Regions from separate parts of the Mus musculus genome. Here regions 1, 2, 3, 5 and 6 are each linked to region 4. The links are chromatin contacts, called in public Hi-C, HiCAR-type and promoter capture Hi-C maps. All regions are on one chromosome and are shown on one strand. Each heading gives the region's core, a stretch centred on a gene start, on an enhancer-like site or on the middle of the called end of the contact. The rest is flanking DNA. Distances are from core to core; before and after follow the strand shown. Region 1 holds the start of Adat1 (adenosine deaminase, tRNA-specific 1). Region 2 holds the start of Kars (lysyl-tRNA synthetase). Region 3 holds the start of Tmem170 (transmembrane protein 170). Region 4 holds the start of Ist1 (increased sodium tolerance 1 homolog (yeast)). Region 5 holds the start of Nfat5 (nuclear factor of activated T cells 5). Region 6 holds the start of Nqo1 (NAD(P)H dehydrogenase, quinone 1).

Region 1 (3,477 bases), core at 229-2,728, 2.3 Mb before region 4:
GGCTCCTGGTGCTTCTGAACCTCGGCAGATGCTCTGCTCTTCTCAGGAAGTGCTTCTCTTTCCTCTTCTCTAGGAAGTACTTCTGTTTCCTGCCATGAAGCCAGAGGACAAGAAGGAAACTGCAGCGACCACTGAAACCCCAGAGAGCACAGAGGCCAGCCCCTCTGTCTAGAAGGCACATGCAACTATGGTGTCTGCATCTCAGCAGATCTGGTCTGAGGGAGCGATTCCTGTGTGGCGCCGTCCATCTGGCCACTGCAGTCCAACCTCCACAAGAGAGAAGAACTAAAGAAGTTCTTTTTATTCCTCGTTACCAAATAAATCATTTCTCTCTTTACCCATGCAGTGTTACTTTTTCTCCCCCGGGCTGCTGGTCTGATGAGTGGTCTAATTAGAGCTCTGTCATTGTATTCTTTTTAAGATTTATTTTTATTATCAATTGTGTGTGTGTGTGTGTGTGTGTGTGTGTGCATTTAGAGTGCAGGTGCCCTGAGGCCAGAGATGTTGGGTCCCTTAGAGCCAGAGTTACAGGCACTGTAAGCTGCCCAGCACGGAGGCTGAAAAACGAAGGTCAGCCCCATGGGAGCAGGGTGTGCTCTTAACTCCTAAGCCAACTTCTCGGCCCCACCTGCAGTCAGAATCTCTAATAAATGTATATTAATGTCTGTCTATTCAGTATGAGCCATTGTGCTGAAATACTGGAAACAACCAGAGAACAAAAGTCAAGTCACTTCTTCCATAAAAATCCCTTTTATTTTCTTTAGGGCTTGAGTGCAGAGTTGAGGGAGAACCAGACCAGATCCAGTGCAGGTTCCTTTTGGCTGGAGGCAGACTTAGACTGCAGTACAGGAGACATGGCTCAGTGCTGCAAGGGATTGATGCTCTTACAGAGGACCAGGCTTCAGTACCCAGCACCCGTGTGTCAGGCAGCTTGCAACCGTGATCCAGTTCCCAATACCCTTTTCTAGCTGCCTTGGGCATTTGCATGCACATATGTGCACAAATTGACAATTGATACAGGCACACGCACATAAATCTTTTAAAATATATACATGCATATATGTCCATAAGACTGTATTTGAAGAGCCGGGCAGTGGTGGCTCATGCCTTTAATCCCAGCACTCCGGAGGCAGAGGCAGGTGGATTTCTGAGTTCGAGGCCAGCCTGGTCTACAGAGTAAGTTCCAGGACAGCCAGGGCTACACAGAGAAACCCTGTCTCGAAAAAAAAAAAAAAAAAAAAAGAAACGATTTGAAGAATAACAATGGGTTATGAGAGAAATGAGTGAGGGCCAGGTCATCCAAGCCCATGACTGAGGTGAGAAACTGTCAGAGGATCTGCTTATAGTTCTGTTCAAAATTTTGATGAGATGCGAGCTAAGTCGGTCTTTGCTGCGGAGGCGGCTTCCTCCCCTTTGCACCGTTCCCACAGACTACAAAGACCAGCGTGCTTTGCGGGCAGAGCTTGACCGGAGCGGCCCTCTAGGGCGTCACTTCCGCTGCGCAACCTGGTTAAACGAGCGTGGCGGTAGAGGGGCATCGCGTGGAGGTTGCGGCGCGTGGATAATAGGGTGTGAGGGACTCCGGATCGGCGTCTCGGGGTTAGCTCTACACAGTTGGCCGAGGGGAGGGCGGTGGGGGGAGACTGTGAGGACCTGTGTCCACTGCTCCCACGGGGAGGGGTCTCAGCCCTGCTAGGCTCTCCAGCCCTGCGGTAGGAAGGGTGGGAAAAGAAGTGTTTGTTTGTTTTTTCAACCTTTGCACTGTTATTTTTAGCCAAAGCAATACCTGTTGTGAGCTGCTTCGTATGAAGGAGCCCTGGGGTTGTAGAGATGAATTACAGCGGACCCAAAATATCGAAACGTTCGACAACTGCGTGAATGACGTGATGTAGTTTGGACCGCTTCGTCCCCTTGTTTTGTAGTTCTAATGTGTACCTCGAATTTAATGGCAGATGGCTACCTTCATAAAATAAACTTCTGTGATGCCTATCAGGAACTAACAGGATTCTGGGATTCCTTCTAGAAATACAAGACTTCTCTGCGTTAGACTTGAAAGTTACAATCTCTGTCAGCCCCTGCCAGAATAGTCATTACCATTTACTGCAAAATGTGCCTGCATTTTGCAGAAGTCTTAGAAATACCTTGCCAAAACATCGCATCAGAGCTCAGAAAAAAAACAAACTAACAAAAAAAACAATTCTGTTGTTTATTCTACAAATGCTCTGCCATCTCTAGCCATCGCGTGAGCTCATCTACGGAGCTTTTTATATAATCGACTGAAGTCGAGCTATATCCAGTGAGCGCTAACAGCCAAGAGTGAGAGAATTTCTTCTGCCAACTGTAGGCCTCTTTCAGATCTGATCTGCATAATGTTCTGTTAGGTTGTATGGAAGTGGCTTGGTGTGCCCGTTACATTGCTTCTCTTCTGCCACCAATACAAATTTCCCAGATCACCAAATGTTGTATCTTCTGAATGCTAATCACAGTATATAGACATTTGCCTTTTTAAGTATTTATAAGAGATGTTAAATACTAGCTAGGTGGCACGTGCCTTTAATCCTAGCACAAAGGAGGCAGAGGCAGGTGATCTCTGTGCGTTCCAGGGCACCCAGGTCTACAGAGCAAGTCCTAGGACAGCCAGGACTGTTACACAGAAAAGCCCTGTCTAGAAAAAAAAATGTTAAATACTATTAGTCATGTTTTAACAGATGTGAAAACTAATTACCCAGGAATCACACAGTTCATCTGTATTAAAACTGAGATTGAAACCTAGAAAGTATAACTCCATGCCCACACCCTTAAACACAGCTGCTGTGAGAGCTTTCAGTGAGAGACTTTGGAAATTTGCTGGAGTGAGGTAGATTAGAAACGGAGGAAAAGAACATTTGTCTCAAAAGAAACCTTGTAAGGTGCTAACATGCCCAAAGCAAGCTGAAATCTGAGAGGACAGTGTAAAACATAGAATGGCCACATTCATTAACTTATCATTTGTGTTGATCTTGAAGAAATAGCTTGTCTTCTGGGCTTCACTCTTTTTTTGTTGTTTTTTGTTTTGTTTTGTTTGTTGAGACAGGGTTTCTCTGTGTAGCCCTGGCTGTCCTGGAACTCACTTTGTAGACCAGGCTGGCCTCGAACTCAGAAATCCACCTGCCTCTGCCTCCCCAGTGCTGGGATTAAAGGCGTGCACCACCACGCCCGGCCCCTGGGCTTCACTCTTCATTAAAGATGGGAAGGGAGGGAGGTTAATAAGAAAAAAAAAAAAAAAAAACAACCTTAGTCTGAGCACCGTGGGGCTTCACTAGAGATGGCTGGAGTGTTGGAGTGAGGTTCTATCTTACTACGCTGTTTCTCCTTTCTGTTCTGATAGATTTGGCTTTCTATAGTGGCCTCAGCTCCAGCTCCACCTATGTGGACCGCGGATGAGATCGCTCAGCTGTGCTATGCACACTATAACGTCAGACTGCCCAAGCAGGGGAA
Region 2 (3,391 bases), core at 683-3,182, 2.3 Mb before region 4:
GAGCTGGGAAGTGAACTCAGACCTCTGGAAGAGCACTCAGTGCTCTTTAAGCATGCTGAACTAGAGAAATAGATTTTACCTCCCCACACACACACACACACACACACACAGCCCAAATGGAGAAAGCATGCCTTAAAGTCAAAAATGTCTGCCATTTAAGCTGTCAATACTGGTTACAGAAAAGGCAGATATCTTAGCCAGGCATGGTGGCTCAGCTGTGTGATTCCAGCACTCTAGAGACTGAGGTAAGAGGATTGCCTAGACTTGGGAGGCCAGCCTGGCTGTCTCAAAAAACAAACTTACAACACGACCTAAGTAAAAAAAGCGACACCTTTGTACTATACACTAATCACAGCCAGATCTTAACCTCAAGTGCTTAGAAATTCACCTCACCTAAGAAGACCACAAAGCAACTTTCCTCTTTATATAGAAGTACATTCAGTTAAGCCAAAATACGGAAAGTAAACTGACCTGCCATGCCATTCACATAGTTTATATTGAGTAAGACCAGAATATAGGCAATATCTTAAAATGAACGGCCAGGGGCCTTTTCTCAAATAAAAAAGATGGAGGATGAGAAGAAGAGGAGGAGGAGGAGGAGGAGGCGCAAGAAGAGGTGGAGGAAAAGGAGAAAAGGAGAGGAGGAAGGAAGGAAGGAAAAAGGGGGAAGGGAAAATATCTTTGAAATTTCTGAAAACAGAAACAGGTTACCCTGTTACCTCCTGGGTATGGTGGGTAGGAAGGGTAGAAGATTTCCATATATACTGTACTGTGTTCCTTTTGAACACAGAGCCGTTTTTGTAAACTAGTTACTGTTCCGTAGTCTCAGTCACTCCGAAGGCAGGAGAATATTTCAGGCATAGAGTTTGGGGACAGCCTGGGCGACACAGCGAAGAGACTCAAGTTCCCCGCCCTCCCAAACCCAAATCCATCAACGAACAAACATCCAGTCAACGGGAAGGAAAAGTTAAATGAAAAGACAAATTAAAACCAGAAAACAAGGGATAAGAGGAAACGGTGCACTTTCGCTTCGGACCTCAACAGAGAAGAGGGGCTGAGCTATGCCACCCACGGCGCCCAAAAAGACGCTCGCTGACAGGCAGGCAGCCCCGCCCCCCGGAGCCCCGAAGGTGCCGGCCTCACCTCCGCTATCCGCGGCCTCGGGGTCCTGCTCCGCCTTCCGTTTGAGCTTCTGGGAGGACGGGCTGACCGGGGCGTTCCCGAGCAGGTACTTGTGCTCCTGACCCCGTAGGTGCTTGAGGTAGCGGTCCTTGAGCGACTGCCAGGAGTGCTGCGTGAGCGAGCTCTTCTCCATCGCTTTCCACAAGGCATTGCCTGTGACCGAGCTGGGCGAACGGGCGTTCTCCTTCACGTAGGTCAGGATGGCCACATCTTCCGCGTCGGTGTAGGCGATGCGCCCGGTCAGGGGCTGCGGCTCCGGTTCCGTGGAGCCCTCGGTGGAAGCCCCGGGCTTCGGATCGGACGCCTGCTCCGTCAGGCCCAGCCGATAGGCCTCCAGGTCCAGCTTCTCGTTGCGATCCACGCAGTCTAGGATGTACTGCGTGGAGATGAAGTCGCCCGAAGCCTCGGCCAGCGCCTCCCCGGGCTGGGCGAGAAGCACGGCTCCGGGTTCCTGCACCCGACACACGGTGCCGCCGCCGTGCAGGATGAGCGTCGACAGCCGGCGCTTGGCCGAGCTGGGCCGCACGTAAAACGACATGGCGCTGCCGTCTTCTCTCACGAACAGAGTGGAGGAGTGAGTGGGCCCATTGGGGTCTTTACCCAGATCCATCGCCTCCGCCATACCTGTCGCCCCGCTGTACAAGTAAAGCGCAGAAACGACACCACTAAGACGGACTCTCCGCCGGAGGAGCCCAGCACTGCGCCTGCGCAGCGAGAGTCCGGCCGAGGGCCCGCCCTCTTTCCCGGAAGAGGCAGGACTTAGAGCCACGACCTGGAAGTTCTAGTTCTACGCTAGTCATAATTTTTTTTTTTCTGGGTCGGGCCAGTGGGGAAGATGGCCACGCTGCAGGAGAGTGAAGTCAAAGTGGATGGCGAGCAGAAACTAAGCAAGAAGTAAGTGTCGTTGAAGATCTCTAAGTGTCTCTTGTTGCAGTGTTCCGATGGGAAGTGCCTGGAGTTTTCCCGCCAAGGCGACTGTGCCTGGGGTCCCTCTTGTCTTTTCCGGTGGGTGAGCACATGCTGGGACAGAGATGCAGTGCCGTAGAACCTACAGCCTCCAGGATGCCCCAGGAGGATCAACTGCGTGGCTGATGGGTTCCCTGGTCCTAGCCGTAGGGACGAGCATACCTAGGGAAAGCCAGCACAGAAACCGGGAATGGTAGCAAAGAAAAGTGAAACTAACTTTTCCCTACCTTCTAAGAAATGCTCTTTTAATTGAACCACTCCCCCAACGGATAGACTGGAAAATGGTTAAATATCTTTGTTCTTAAAAGAAGAACCTTTACATTATCCTTGGCCTATCCAAGGTTATTCTGCACCTTGGGTGTTAAAAGGGGGTACGTTCTGAAACAATAGTGTACCTACCCATATGTGTCACTCAAAGGATCTGTGACACGGGAGCAAGTGGCCTTATTTAGCGGGATACACCAGGCTCCCTTTGCACTGCTGGGGGTATCTTTGTAAAACACTCCAAATCCCAGAATTGAGTAGGCAGATAAGATTACCCTCCCTTTAACTGGTTGCTTTTAGGACTACACTCTAGTCCACTTGACCCACAGAACACTAGCAATGACTTGAATGTCTTCTTAGTGCCTGGAACTACATAGTACCCTCCAAAGCTGTAGGAAATAACTAGTTTAAGCTGTCACATACCATGGCTGCTTTCGTTAGTACCCTAGCAATAAATAAATCCCCTTATTGATCCCCGAGGGAAATACCAGAAACCTTCTAGATAATAACTGGGTTTCCTTTTTATGGCTGTGTTTCTGCTTTGTGTGGTTTAGAAGGATTTTAAAGAAAATGTTTAAATTTATGGGTTGCAGGCTCCCTGGTTGGTTGTCCTTTGTGTGAGCAGTTTAGTGGATTCCTTAGCGGAGGATGGGTGAGTTTATTAAATCAGTAGTTGGAATTTTGAGTCACAAGCGAAAGAAAGTACCTCAGTTTTCAGGTAATTTAAGGAAGCCTTACTGCTGCTTTCAAGTCACTTTTCTTTCTTTCTTTTCTTTTTTTTTTTGGTTTTTCGAGACAGGATTTCTCTGTGTAGCCCTGGCGCCCTGGCTGTCCTGGAACTCACTTTGTAGACCAGGCTGGCCTCGAGCTCAGAAATCTGCCTGCCTCTGCCTCCCTAGTGCTGGGATCAAAGGTGTGCACCACCACACCCAGCCCTCAAGTTACTTTTCTTAAATATACCTTTGACTTTAATTTACCC
Region 3 (3,276 bases), core at 14-2,513, 2.2 Mb before region 4:
ACCTCCTAATACGTGCCACACTTCGCATGGGCTAAGCATATTCAAACCGGTAGATGGCGTGGTTCAGATCAAAGGTGGATTTTCCACCTCAAAGATCCAGATTATAGGTATTGCTACTTTAAATCCCTCACAGGTTTCGCCAGCCATTGCGGTTTTAGTTCATTCCAGGCGTCGTCAAGTTTACAACCAGGGAGAGCCATGGCCATATGTGTGTGGGAACCTGTGCAGGTCAAAGGACAACTTGCAGTTATGGGTTCTCTTTTACCACGTGGGCTCCTGAGATGGAACTCAGGTCACAGCTCCTAAAAGTTTCAACTTCTGTGACTTAGAGAATTTCTGGTCCTTTTTTTCTTTTTGGTTTTTCGAGACAGGGTTTCTCTGTATAGCCCTGGCTGTCCTGGAACTCACTTTGTAGACCAGGCTGGCTTCGAACTCAGAAATCCGCCTGCCTCTGTTTTGGTCCATTTAAAAAGTCTTATTTTTGCTTGTTGGTTGTTCGGAAGTTGAACCTACAGTCTTTTGTTTTGTCTTGTATTTGCTTTGGTTTTGGTTTTGACAGAGTTTCTCTATGTAGCTCTGGCTGTCCTGGAGCTTATTCAGTAGAGCAGGCTGGCCTCGAACTCAGAAAGCTGCCTGCCTCTACCTCTTGAGTGCTGAGTTTAAAGGCACGTATCACCACCGCCCAGCGAACCTATAGACTTTGACAGGCTAAGCAACTGGGGTTGGAATCTAGGGATGTGCAGCTAGGCTGGTTCTCTGTCAATACATATTCAGTCCTACAGAGAAATTTGAGTAGGCTAGTGGTCACTTAATTTTTATTTTTGGTGATGTATCCTTGTATACTATTTTAAAATGTATGTGAGTCTATGTGTATGTGAAGGTAAAAAGACAACCATGGGAGTTGGTTCTCACCTTTCACCATATGAGTCCTAGGGATGGAAGGCAAATCCTTCATGCTTGGAGGCAAACACCTCGCCTCTACCCGCTGAGCAATCTCACCGGACTTGTCCTACTTAAAGGTGGCACTAAAGAGGGCAGAGCCCAACACACCCAGATGGAGCAGAAGAAACTTGCCACTAGGGGCGCAGCATGCCGTGGGTTTCTCTAATCGAACGCAGCGCCAGGGGGCGGGAACAACCGTTACCCCGCCCCCTCCATCTGCGGCGCCCTGTGATTGGAAGGAGAAACGATTACTCTAGCAGCGCCGTTGGAGTGGGCGGGAGAAGAGGGCCGGCCAAAGGTGACGCCGTGGCTGCGGAGGTGCGGTACTCCGCGGCGCGGCGGGCGGTGGATGGCGGCGGGATGGAGCGCGAGGGGAGCGGCGGTGGCGGCGGCTCAGCCGGGCTCCTGCAGCAGATCCTCAGCCTGAAGCTCGTGCCGCGGGTGGGCAACGGGACCCTGTGCCCCAACTCCACTTCGCTCTGCTCCTTCCCAGGTACGCCCCGCCCCGCGCCTGCGCACTGCGCACCTGTCGCCTGCCTCCCAGGGCGAGGCCGAGGCAGCCCTGGAATCGCACTTGGGGCGACGGCTGTCCAGTCCTAGTGACTGCTAGTATCCTTCCTCTGAGAGCCTGTGTGCTGACGCTGTCCTCTGACTCTGTCCTACACCCACTTTCCCACCAGCCTGCTCAGACCTGTTGCGGATTCCCCCACCCGCACCTAGAAGAACTTAAGACAGAACTTCTAAATTGCTCTTAGCTCTTACCCGGGCTTCGCCGCCTTCTGCCAGGAGGGCTTTTAAAGTTACATTTACATTGTAGAACTGCTACAATTCAGAAAGTTGTGGAGAAGAGAATGATCCCCTGAGGTTATTAATAAAGGCCCTCAGGGGAGGGCATGATTGCTTTGGGTTTTTGAAGGCAAGACGACAGAGGCGGGGGTGGGGTGGGGTGTGGGGGGGTAGGGGTATTAGGACACTGCCGCAAAGAGAAACTAACCCAGTGACGTTGTAAAAGAGGATGACGGGTGGGATTGCTGACTGCAACCTTCGACCAGACACCTGTGAGTCTCATCTACTGGGCAGCGACTGCCAGGCGCCTCTCGGTGGACACCTGGGACCTGCCTGTGTAGTAGCTGACAAGGTGGCTGCCTTTTTGTTTTGTGGCAGCTGAAGATGTTAGCTTGTGATCCTGCCCACAAGAAAAGAGTCTGGGAGTTCAGATTGTTTCCAGAAGTACTAGTGTCCCACCTGACAGTGATTACAAATAAATACATATATAAATAAACAAACAAATCTGAAAGTGATTACAAATAAGTAAACACACAGACACACAGCATTCTGGCGACCTTCTCCAAAAGATGAAGGGTTCTTTCTTTCCTAGGATTCAGTGAGTCTGTTCTAACTCATTTTCTTACTTCTCTCCCAACTATTAAGGAGATTTCCAAACCTGAGAAGGCGAAACAGAGAATAACAAGTACCCATATGCTTAGTTCGGGTGGTAAAAGTCACATGTCTACTTAAAAGCTGAGGCTCATTAGGCACTTGTGAGACCATCATAGGTGGGGTTAGGTAGGCCTAGATGGTAGGCTAGATTATGGGGCCACAGTTGTATATTTGGCTGGTGTTGATGGATGTCTCATGCAAAGCAGGACTATTCTGGTTTTACAGCCTTGGTCACATCAATGTGCATGTGTGTACACATCACAATTTAACTTCCTGCACTGCGGAAGACGAGACATTAGGATTCTTGAGCTCAAAACTTCTGAACCAGGGATGTGTGTCCTGTCACTGTCACGGTGCCCCCAAGTCAGATCACTTCTAAAATCCATAACACGGATAAAGGGATGTTATTTAAATAGGCCTTATTTAAATTTTTCTCTAGTCAACCAAATAGCTTTTTTCTTAAAAACAAAAAATTGCCGGGCATCGTGGCGCTCGCCTTTAATCCCAGCACTCAGGAGGCAGAGGCAGGCAGATCTCTGAGTTCGAGGCCAGCCTGGTCTCCAAAGTGAGTGCCAGGACAGCCAGAGCTACACAGAGAAACCTTGTCTCAAAAAAAGAAAAAAGAAAAAAAATTTTAAATATATGCATGTGTTTGGGTGTGTGGATGTGAGTACAGGTGCCCACCCAGGCCAGAGGCCGGGAGTTACAGGTGGCTGGGCTATCTGACCTGGTTGCTGGAAATAGAACTCAGGTCCTCTGAAAGAGCAGCAACCACTCTATCTCTGAACTGTTTCTTCTTTGTGATTCTTTTTTTTTTTTTTCATTTTGTTTCTGTTTTTATTTGGTGAGAGAAAGAGTTGTTTTACCAAGAAGGAAAAAAGGCAGATGGCCTGT
Region 4 (3,356 bases), core at 540-3,039:
AAACTTCTATCTCCCAGCCTCCAGATCAGGGTCACTGGTGACCCTTCCAATTCTGGATTGGAGTTCATTCCAAATATAGTCAAGTTGACAACCAGGAATAACCACTACAGAGATCCCCTGGGGTTGAAATTAGGTGGTTTTGAACCACCTGTCACAGGTGCTGGAAACCCAACTCTTGTCCTCTGGAAAAACAGTGTTCACTCTTAGCCACTGAGCCATTTCTTCAGCCCTGACTTCAGTATCTGAAAACATAATAAAGCTAGCAAGGACACTCCAGTCCTCATCACCATTAAACAAACAAACTGAAGCTTTATGGCTGCCATTTTACCTTTATACACATAGGCATTTCTTACATGAAAAGATTTTATACAAAATAACAATATCTGATATGTATGCCTTTATTATCTAATGACATTCATCTGAAAAAAAAAAAGGATTGGTTAGTTTGAAACTGTATCTAAACAATGTCCACACACATTCGCACCTTCGGTTGGGTTGTCCCTAGGCACTTTAAATATGAACAACCTGCCCCTTAAGTGCTGCGATACTTTTCTATCATCGGAGCCAAACAACAGCCATCTTCAGGAATGTAGCTGTGCCCAAAGATCATCATATTTGAAGGAGGGGCCAAGAGGGTCTTGGAACCCTCACCTGGGTATGCCTGCAATCGATACCAGCTGTTGAACGTACTTCCGCCCTAATTACGTGTAGCCTGGGGAGGGGCTAGAGTGTGGGCTGGAGAGCAGTAGGGAAGTGGGCTCCATCCATGCCAGGAAGCCTTCATTTCTACTGGATACTTTCCAGTGCAAGCTTATTTGAAGGAGAGTGATTACTCACTTGCTTGTTAAGTGACTTGTCACCTATGGTCTGTAAATGAGCCCAATAAACTAATTTGTGCTTCAGGGGAAATTTTTCTATCATTGTACTTTGTTGTTGGGACTGTGTGTGTAGAAAGTGTTAGCCACAAATGTCATGATCTCATTGCAGAACTACAATTTTTCTATGCAAATATTTTGCTGGGGGAACGATCTGAACATTTTATGGGAACCAAATATTGTGTAATTCTAAGGTCCTAGTATCCTGGAGCTTTGAACAGCGGCACATGGTTACAAGCCAGTTATTTTCAATTCATATTATCCTCCCAAAGTAACCTGCAGTCCTCGTTTTACCACTGACCCAAGACAAGCCACAGTTTTGGTCTTGATAGCTGTGGCCTCATAGCAGGGCCAAGAGCCAGAGAACAGGAAGGCTCTTTCTCGCTTTCAAGCCCAGAAAAGCCTCTGAATACAGATACAAAATAAGAGCGAGAGTGGAGGCTGTGCAGAGTACATTAGTGAAGGTGCGGGGCGGACAGTGTCGGTGGAAAGAGAGGCGGTGGAGGAAAGTCGGCTCCACAGCGCTGAATCTCGCCCAACCATCCCTCCGAGGTCGGAGTCCCAGGACCGACCGACCGACCGACCGACCGACCGGTGAGCTAAGTGGGGAAGCCAGACTCCGCTCGGATCCGCGGGCGTTTGCGAGACAGTCTGCAGCCGGTTTTTCCAGGGGCTGGAAGAATCTGGAACAAGGGTACCGGGCACAGAATCCAGGAGAAGCCTCCACCCGCCCCGCCGCGCCCGGGGCAAATTGCAAGGCGCGCCCTTAGCAAATGACTCAACCCACTGCGTGACGTTAAGTGTCACAAGTCAGGTCCCACGCCTCCGCCGTGGGAAATAGTCCCTCGCTCCGCCCCTTGTTGTGTGCGCAGCCAATCCCTGCTAGGTAGGGCGTGGCTAACACCGCCCCCTTGGATTCCTCCGCTCGAGTCCGCGGTGGGGAGGTCGAGGGAGTCGCCATTTTGGATGCCGAGCGGCTCCTCGGAAGTCGGCTTCTTCCGTTTTCACGTCCGGATCCCTCCAGGTGAGCGTGCCCTCCTTAGACCTAAGCATCTTTGTCTCCCTCTTCCATCTACGTCCCGCTTTTACGGAACCCCAGCGTTAGTCTGTAGGACCGTGAGGACAAGCCGTCCGCGCCGTGTCAGCGGGGGAAGCCCTGGCAGTCGGGGTCAGGCCTGAGGTCGGGCTCCGGCCGTGGGAGGAGGTGGGACCGCCTAGACAGGTGCTGGCGTCGCTGTTGCCCCCGGCATGAGCCGGGCACTGAGGAGACACCCCTCTGCAGTGCGGTCGGGTCGGGACCCTGAGGGAGGCCTTGTCCCCACCGCCGCGGTTGCTGCGGGGTGAGTCAGACCAGGAGAGCCCGAGGGAGCGCTCCTCTTCCGGGTCCTGGGGTCAGGCGTGGCCCTCAGGACCTTGAACTTGAGCTAGGATGCGGACCGGACCAGGGCTGCGGCCGACTGATGTCAGGGGGAGGCTACGGGGGCTTATTGTGTACAGTCTGTTGTTGTTGAATGGCTCCCGGGAGGAGACTGTCATTTCTTTTGTTGTGCCTTCTTGGTGTTTGTTCTGGTTTTGTTTGTTTTTGTTTTTGTTTTTGTTTTTTTGTTCTTACGAGAACAAAACAGTATAATCCCTCCATCAAACAATCAACCTGTGTTTCATTGTTTCAGTCAGACTTTTCCATTTCCATATGCATGTCTTTTTCCAGCTTAGTAAAATATTAGTCGGTACATTTGTTAACATCTCACACCCTTCAAGGTTTTTTGACCTTCGTGGGGGAACTTCACCGCATCCTTGTGTTTAAGTCACGCGGCTTCTTAACATTTTCACTTGATAAAAACAATGCTTTCTTCCCCTGATTACTTTCGTAGCCTTTCTCTTTTTCTTCTTGTGCCTCTGGTTTCTAACAAGACCCGAGCCTCTAGAGTCCTTAAGTAGACTCTGATCCACTTAATTTAGGCTCTAATCGGGATCAGGTCCCAATTATATGTAACCTTTTGTGGTTTAAAGTGCCAACACTTCCCAAAACGAAGTGTAGTCTATGAAAATTATTTCATGTGGAACCCTTAAATTACTGATAACGAGGTTTCCTTTTTTTTTTCTTTAAATATTTATTTTATGTGTATGGTGTTTTGCCTAGACCCTTTATCTAGGGTCCCAGGCATATCTGCATCATGAGTGTGCTTGGTGCCTGTGGAGTTCAAAGAGGGTTTCAGATCCCCTGGAACTAGAGTTATTGGGCCGTTGTGAGCCACCGTGGGGGTGTTGAGAATTGAACCCAGGTCCTCTGCAAGTAAGCACCAGGTAGGCTAGGAGCTGGATTGAATGACGAGGAGGAAGGCTCATGTGGTGGCTAGGCATTTAGAGGCCCTTGTGGCCAAGCCTGGTATAAGTTGATCCTTGGTACTTGCATGAAAGAGTACCCACAACTGTTCCACGCTTGTACTGTGGCCCTTGCAAATGCATATGCACACGTGCACA
Region 5 (3,655 bases), core at 67-2,566, 2.4 Mb after region 4:
CTGGGAATCCCCTGCAGGCCTTAGCCAAAGTAGTTTTAAATGGGATTTTCTGTTCATTGCCTCCTCTCTGCACGAAGCCCTTGAACAGCAACAGAAGAGAATTTTTCTCAAAGGGCAGGACTGTGCCCGAGCCTGGTACTCCAGGGAGAGGAATACAAGTACTCCAAGGAGGGCATCCCTATCTTTGTAAAAGAGAAGTAATTAGAATGTCACGGAGGTGGAAAGAGAGAAAGAAGATTGGGGCCTTTTCCAGGCAAGAAGATGACGAGGAAAGGAAGAACGCCTGGCCGAGGGGGGCCGTCCCGACATGGGGAGGGAGTGGACTAGGCCGGGGAAGGGGGGGGAGTAGGACGACCGCGCACAAACAAGACCAGAGGGAGAAAAAAAAAAAAATGGTGACCCTGAGCTCCGAAGCCCCTCGGGGCCACGCAGCCCGGCGTGGGGCAACTTTGCCAAAGAGGAGAGTCCGGGGGACACGAGCCGCGGCGCCCCGATTCCACCCCCCCTCCCCGGTGTCCCCAGCAGCGGGACCAGTGGGGTGATTCCCGAGCCGGGGGAGGACTGGGCCGGCAGTCCGCCGAGTGTGGTGGAGTCCGGACCCGCCGACCGGCAGGTTGCGAACCTCCGGGACCGCAGAGGACTCTGGGGGGCGCGCGGACCCTAAGCCCCCCGCCGCGCCGCCGCGCCGCGCCGCGCTGGGGAGGGGGGCGCCGCTCGGCAGCTCCGGGATCACCCCTGGCCCTCCGCGGCCAGCCCAGGACTCTCGTGAGGGGCAAGCCCGCCCGAGCCCGGCCCCGACGGGGGACCCCCCCACCCCAGCCCGGGACTCCGCGCGCTCGCGCTCCCCGCCCCCACGCCCCACCCCCCCACCCCCCCATCTGACTCACCTCGCGAGTACAGGGACTTGGGCGATTCCAGGTCTAGGTCCGCGCTGAGCAATGAGATGAAGTCCGAGGGCATCGCAGCTCGACCCAGCCCGGCCCGAGGGCAGCGGGAGGGGGGGAGCGGCGGTGGCGGCGGCACCTCCTCTCCGGGATCCGCGGGCACCGAACCGGGGGCGGTGAGGCGAGGGCGGCAGCCGCTGCCTCCTCCTCCTCCTCGAGGGCAGTCACTTCCCACCCGGCCGAGCGATGAGAAGGGCGGCGGAGTGGAGGGAACAGCTCTGCGGAGTGGAGAACTGACTCCCGGTGAGTCCAGAGACCAGAAGCTTCGGACCGGGGAAAGGGGAAGAGGGAGAGCCAAACGGGTCCGTTTCGGGCTTCTCCTCAGCGCACACTGACGGCCGCCGCCACCGCCGGCGCCGCTGACAGGAATCTGAGCCCCGCCCCCTCGTGGGGCACTGCGCACGCGCGGAGGGGGGGAGGTCCGGGAGCCCGGAAGAGCCTGGCGGCCGGCGGAGGGCGGACAGGCGCGCCACGGAACAGCATCAACAAGGGCTTCGCTTCCTGCCGTCGCTGCTGCGGCCGCTGCTGATCCCGGGCTGGGAAAGGGCCCCGCCAGCCAGCAGGGAGGGTGGAGGGAGGCGGCCTGGCTTCTGGGGCCCTGAGAAGGGAAAAGATTTTTTTTTTTTTTTTTTTTTTTTGCCTCGACCTGGTGGCGGCGAGCCTGAGGCGGCCGGCCCTGCTCCGTGGTGTACTTAGGAGGACACAGACCCTGGGGGACCTGGATGTCAGCCAGGAGGGGAAAAGCCCTCCAGGGACTTGCAGCGATCGAGGCCCGCTCGCTGGAGCTCAGCACTGGGGAATGGAGTTCCACAGCTTGGACAGCAACCGGGCCCTTCGGGGTTTTTCATAGCAGTGTCTGCAGTGAGCTGGTCAAGGGGCTATCAGACTCACTTTTTAATTAAGAAAGGGCAAGCCATACTCACCACCACCACCACCATCACGAGTTACCAAGTTTTGTTTGTGGATTTTGTTGTTGTTGTTCCTGTTCGTGGATTTTTTTGTTGTTGATGATTTCTGTTGGCCCACTCTGGCCTGGAGCTCACTATGTAGATCAGGCTGGCCTCAAACTCACAGAGCTGTGCTTGCCCCTGCCGGTCAGAAGTCACCATGCTCGGCTATTGATTCTTTTTAATGAAAATATTTTCCCCCCACGTTACCCACCACACCAAATTTACGGCGACTGCATTTATTTATTTATTTAGACAGGTGATTTTGTTATGTAGGTCTAGCTGGCCTGCAATTCGCTGTGTAGATTTAGACTGGCCTCAATTTTAGGGCAGTTCTCCTGACTCAGCTTTTCGAATGCTGGGATTACAGAAGAGTACCACCATGCCTGGCTTTGATTTTTGTTGTTGTTGTTGTTTAAGTTTATGTATAATGATGTCTCTGATAGTGAATGGTCGAATTTACTCCGGAGTGGAAAATAAAAGACAATTTAAAAATGGGATCATGTGAGTCCACATGGCTTGTGTGTAATGCACACGCGTGCGTGGGGTAGGGGGAGAGAAGTAAGCAAACATACTCTTCCACACGGGTTTTCATTTTTTTCACTGTGCTAAGGGAGAATGGAGGGAAAACATGTAAATGAGATTTTTTTGGCTGCTCTGTTCTCGGGGGCTAAAAGTTTCCGTTGCAAAAACACATCCTCACCTCCACCACAGACTGTTTCCTGACTCTTAATAGACTTTTGGGAAATTTTTAATCGAGTTATTAAAATATCAATTTGAGCACAGGGTGCGCATCTTGGAAAATAATTTTTAATTCTGTGTGGGATTTTGATGCCAACAGCCACGTGGGCAGTGTTTTTCAGGTGTTAAAGATGCCTTGATGTATGTTACTGTGTCTACAAAGCTGGTCACAAATCCTAAAACCCTGCGGATGTACCCATATAAATCCCTAACAAAGTTTTGCCTCTGTGATTTTGGGCACTTTATTGTGACTTGGAATGCTGGAGTTGGGGAAGAGTCTCTGAGCAAGGGAGGCCCCAGTGCAGGCAGCTCTGGGGTGGGCCCTTTAGCAAGCTTAACCTACAGACCTAGAATTTACATTTGTGTTATCAGAAACCACCTATCCTTTCATCTGAACATCTGATACAGGCTGCCTGATTATCTTCACTGAATTCTTAGTGATAATTAATGAACCCTGTGAGCATTTTCATCAGTCACAAGGAAGGTTTTTTGAGCCACCCCAACACATAGCAGAGCAAAACAGGAAACTACCCTCAAAATTCTATGGCCACTGTACTCTGTTGTAACACGTCCCAAGGGAAGTCCCTTCATAGCTGCTAAGAGACCCGCTCATTTGATAAGAGAAGATTCAAACCTCCTATTGCCTAACACGCTAAGGCCAATTGAAATCCTATAGCTTTGAGTTGGAGTAAAACATTGGTTGGTGACCTAGCCCTTCCATTAGTCACTACATAATACATGAAGAGGAAATTACAATGGACCAGGCTGAGCCTCAGTACTGAGAAAGCGAGGTGAATCACTAAGCATAGTCCTTTCTCCAAACCTATGAGATTGAAACACACTTAGGGTATAGGAAATCCCCTTTCTGACCCTAGTTAACAAGTCAAGAAGGGCCAAGGCCTCTTCCCCTTTCAGCTCTTCTCTGCCCTTTACTCAAAGTTTTTCCATTATGCTTTCTGTTGATCAGATTTTCTCTGCTTAGAGAATAGCGAAGTGAAGAGGGATCCTCCAAAGTGTGACTAA
Region 6 (3,317 bases), core at 638-3,137, 2.3 Mb after region 4:
TACTTTAAAGTCGCCTTAACTTATTACTTTGTTCTGTAAATTGTAAAAATCTTGTGAGGCTGCACCCACATTGGAACATAAAATTTGGGGTACCCTATATTGGTGTTCCCAGGCCGTGGCCACTCAAAATGGCTCCGGAATAAACTGTGGTTTTTATGTTGGTATTTCTTTACAGCTGAGAGATGACCCTCAGGCACAAACTGTAAGGAAACACCAGAAAACCCAATGTTGAACATTGTAGTGTGGTGTGTTTGGTATTTGTCTGATGCTGAGACAGAAGCAGCCTGTGGAAACTACTTTAGCACGTTGTTTGAGAGGAGAGTCTGACATCGCAGACGAAGCTGCCTGGTCACACAGCATCCAGTGAGAAAGCAGATAGCCTTTCCTGATGAAGCTATATCCCCAGCTCCTATTTTTGATTTTTGAAATGAGGTCTCACGTATCTTCAACTGTAGTAGTTAAGCAAGGCCAAGCCTTCAAGGGTCAAGGGTCCCTGTGTTAAGAAACCTTCAGGGTATCCTTTTATTTCCAGATAAAGCTTTGTGGTGCAAACTGGGCATGTGCAGGAATGTACCCTCCCCAAAGTACCTCCCCCATAGGAACAAGAATCTGCCTCCCTAATAAGTTCTCACCTTTTCTTTGTTTGGGAAGTGCGTTGCTTTAAAAATTGTCCTTGGTCTCTTTGCCTGCTGCAGCTGATATTTCTTTCTTCCCTCTTATAGCCCATTGTGTTACTTCGGCTTTGCCCTAACCGGAATGAGACTCCACTGAGATCCATCACAAGGGCTGTCACTAGCCTGTCACCACAGGAGACTGCACGTGTGTCTTTCCCTCACTGTCAGAATTTATCAGATAACAGGAAAGTTGAGCTCTTTTAATGATGGCAATCTGTTATAATGTCTACCCTACTTTGGGAGCTTGACCAAGGCACACACATACATGTAGGGTCTTTATTCCAACCCTTTTTCTTTCTTTCTCTGTTTTTGAGACAGGGTCTCACCTATGTAGCCCTGGCTGTTGTTCTAGCACTAGCTATGTGGACCAGTCTGGCCTTAAACTCAGAGATCTGCCTGCTTCTGGCACCCAAGTGATGGGATTAAAAGCATGTACTAGTCGTGGTGGCGCACTCCTTTAATCCCAGCACTTGGGAGGCAGAGGCAGGTGGATTTCTGAGTTCGAGGCCAGCCTGGTCTACAGAGTGAGTTCCAGGACAGCCAGGGCTACACAGAGAAACACTTCCCTGTGGCTGCTGTCTCCTGCCAGCTTTGCTCTGGCTTCCTAGAGAGTCGCACAGATGAGTTCCCCGTTACCTGGTCACCGGGGGCAAAGTTGAGGAGACCCAAGTGTGTATACCCAGGGAGCAGTTTTTGCAGTTTCTAAGAGCAGAACGCAGCACGAATTCATTTCACACGAGGACAAGTCTCTCTGAACTTTCAGTCTAGAGTCACAGTGAGTCGGCAAAATTTGAGCCCATCCGTTTTGCTGCCCCACCCTTCCCCTAGCGTGCAAAGGTGACTTCCCACGGCTGAGTGAGGACTAATCTACACAGGCTGATTATGTAGGCAGGTCCCACGAAGCTCGAAAAATTCTGTTGGAAATTTCCATTTTGTACCCAGGAGGTCTTGGGACAGGGAGCAGATGAATTTATTCAATATGTCCCCATATCCTCAAATTCTCTCTCACTCCCTTGCTCCCGGGGAACCCTTTTGACTTCCATATACAGGAGTCCTAGTCCAGCCCCAAACTGCTTCTCCCTGCCAAAAACTTGGTATCTTCCCAAGATGCCTCTGGGTTCTGGAGTCCAGCCCCGCCCTCGCTGGCTGCTCTGCACAGTGGGCTGGGCGGGCATAAGCAGGATATAAAGCCTTCGCTCAGCCCATACCCCAAGGCTCAGCTCTTACTAGCCTAGCCTGTAGCCAGCCCTAAGGATCTCTCCGAAGAGCTTTAGGGTCGTCTTGGCAACCAGCTGCTCAGCCAATCAGCGTTCGGTATTACGATCCTCCCTCAACATCTGGAGCCATGGCGGGTGAGTGTGGCGCCAACTCCAGTCTGATTTACTCTGAGGAGGATGTAGGGGCTGGCTGTGAGTTTTGTTCCTTGCCTCAAAGAGGAAAAGTGAGGTGGTTAGGAACCTGGATGAGCCTCGGTTAGTCTCTGGAAGGAGAACTTCTTCTCAGAACCAGCGATGCAGATTATTCTGCAGCCCAAGTTCACCCGTGGGCAACTCTAGCATTGCCCCTTCTACACCGTTCCTTAACAGAGCTGCCACTCCCTGTACCGCGTTTGGACTATTTAGAAAAAGGGTAACATGTGTCCTAGGTTGGCCTTAAAGCTGCTGTATAGTGAAGGATAGCCTTGAACTTGGGGTCTTATTGCCTCCACTGCCTAAGTGCCAGGATTCTAAGTGCATATCACCACGCCTGATTTCTACGGCTCTGGGAATTGAATTGAAACCAGGACTTCCTGCATACTAGACAAACTCTCTACCACCTGAGCTCTGTGCACATCCCCAACCTAGGCCAGATAGTATTTAACCATTTGGAAATACGTTGCTAACATTTAGAAATGCAAGCAGGCAATTTACAGGGACCACTGCTGGGCTTGGTGGCACCCTGGAGGCAAAGGCAGGCAAATTTCTTTTAAGTTCCAAGGTAGCCTGGTCTATAGATCCAGTTTCGGGACAGTCAGAGCTACATAATGAAGAGAGACTGTCTCAAACAAACTAACAAACCAAACCGCAGATTTTTAAAAGGGGTATCACCACTTTGTGAAACAAAACGGGAAGATGTGGAGATGGGTACAGGGAGCGTAGCTGAGAAGGAGTGTAACAGAATCGGAGCCTAATTCCAGTCTACCTGGCTCTGGAAAGTTTCTACTGTGACCCTGGAGCAGGAAATCCGATTTGTTAATTGGTCCATTTTTGTGACAGTCTCCTCACTTTGCCATCAGCCCAGGGGAAGGCAGGGGAGAGTCCTTGGCAGTTACCACCACATTATTGTCTAGTGTTTGACTGGCATCTACTGCGTTCTTGGCCAAGTAGCCTCCAGGGCTAAGTACTTCCCAACAGGGCCTGGCTCTGAGTTCTGGGCAGCAATTAGGTTTAGGTGTTTCCTCTGTTGGGGCGGGACTTAACTTTTTGGAGTTCCTTTCCCTTTAAAACTATTTCAGACTCTGCAAATGCACTCAGGATCTCGCCTTGCTAAAAGCACAGAGGGAGGGAAGGATGCTTCTGCCGTTGTACAGGGTCATCCCAGTGTTCTCTAAGCTCTGCGATGAGTTGCTGGGAGAGCCAGCGAGGGAGGGTTTTCAACAGCTGG

What was found. Promoter capture Hi-C pulls out the DNA fragments that hold promoters and counts their contacts. A called contact is a pair of places that touch in the nucleus more often than the background predicts. HiCAR-type assays count read pairs that join an accessible place to other places. Capture Hi-C pulls out chosen DNA fragments and counts their contacts.
Region 1: a contact with region 4 is called in a promoter capture Hi-C map of liver, with 2.1 times the contacts expected there. The contact joins the promoter of Adat1 here to the promoter of Ist1 in region 4. A contact is called at or near these places in 1 of 39 promoter capture datasets (liver) and 2 of 9 other capture datasets (adipose tissue and liver).
Region 2: a Hi-C map of B cells shows a contact between it and region 4, with 10 read pairs. The contact joins the promoter of Kars here to the promoter of Ist1 in region 4. A contact is called at or near these places in 1 of 39 promoter capture datasets (liver), 1 of 484 Hi-C or Micro-C datasets (B cells) and 1 of 9 other capture datasets (liver).
Region 3: a contact with region 4 is called in a Hi-C map of CD8 T cells, with 4 times the contacts expected there. The contact joins the promoter of Tmem170 here to the promoter of Ist1 in region 4. A contact is called at or near these places in 1 of 484 Hi-C or Micro-C datasets (CD8 T cells) and 2 of 9 other capture datasets (adipose tissue and liver).
Region 5: a promoter capture Hi-C map of pre-B cells shows a contact between it and region 4, with 6 times the contacts expected there. The contact joins the promoter of Nfat5 here to the promoter of Ist1 in region 4. A contact is called at or near these places in 4 of 39 promoter capture datasets (the C10 cell line, cranial neural crest, hippocampal neurons and 1 more), 1 of 484 Hi-C or Micro-C datasets (B cells) and 4 of 115 datasets of contacts at active chromatin or transcription factors (astrocytes, bone marrow-derived dendritic cells, embryonic forebrain and 1 more).
Region 6: a HiCAR-type map of astrocytes shows a contact between it and region 4, with 4 times the contacts expected there. The contact joins the promoter of Nqo1 here to the promoter of Ist1 in region 4. A contact is called at or near these places in 4 of 39 promoter capture datasets (cranial neural crest, frontonasal cranial neural crest, hippocampal neurons and 1 more) and 8 of 115 datasets of contacts at active chromatin or transcription factors (astrocytes, embryonic forebrain, embryonic hindbrain and 5 more).

What each region holds. Positions count from the first base shown.
Region 1 is chr8:111,990,303-111,993,779 of GRCm38.p6, reverse strand. It overlaps Adat1 (adenosine deaminase, tRNA-specific 1), which reads left to right and starts at 1,478. Exons shown (of 10, transcript NM_013925.5): 1 at 1,478-1,599; 2 at 3,368-3,477. The coding sequence starts at 3,407. It overlaps Kars (lysyl-tRNA synthetase), which reads left to right. Exons shown (of 14, transcript NM_053092.3): 14 at 74-341. The coding sequence ends at 172.
Region 2 is chr8:112,009,895-112,013,285 of GRCm38.p6, reverse strand. It overlaps Kars (lysyl-tRNA synthetase), which reads left to right and starts at 1,932. Exons shown (of 14, transcript NM_053092.3): 1 at 1,932-2,076. The coding sequence starts at 2,018. It overlaps Terf2ip (telomeric repeat binding factor 2, interacting protein), which reads right to left and starts at 1,927. Exons shown (of 3, transcript NM_020584.2): 1 at 1,144-1,927. The coding sequence starts at 1,804.
Region 3 is chr8:111,874,662-111,877,937 of GRCm38.p6, reverse strand. Tmem170 (transmembrane protein 170) reads left to right here and starts at 1,263. Exons shown (of 3, transcript NM_025781.2): 1 at 1,263-1,435. The coding sequence starts at 1,303.
Region 4 is chr8:109,691,727-109,695,082 of GRCm38.p6, reverse strand. Ist1 (increased sodium tolerance 1 homolog (yeast)) reads left to right here and starts at 1,789. Exons shown (of 10, transcript NM_028018.2): 1 at 1,789-1,899.
Region 5 is chr8:107,291,131-107,294,785 of GRCm38.p6, reverse strand. It overlaps Nfat5 (nuclear factor of activated T cells 5), which reads right to left and starts at 1,316. Exons shown (of 15, transcript NM_018823.2): 1 at 888-1,316. The coding sequence starts at 960.
Region 6 is chr8:107,401,775-107,405,091 of GRCm38.p6, reverse strand. Nqo1 (NAD(P)H dehydrogenase, quinone 1) reads left to right here and starts at 1,887. Exons shown (of 6, transcript NM_008706.5): 1 at 1,887-2,026. The coding sequence starts at 2,020.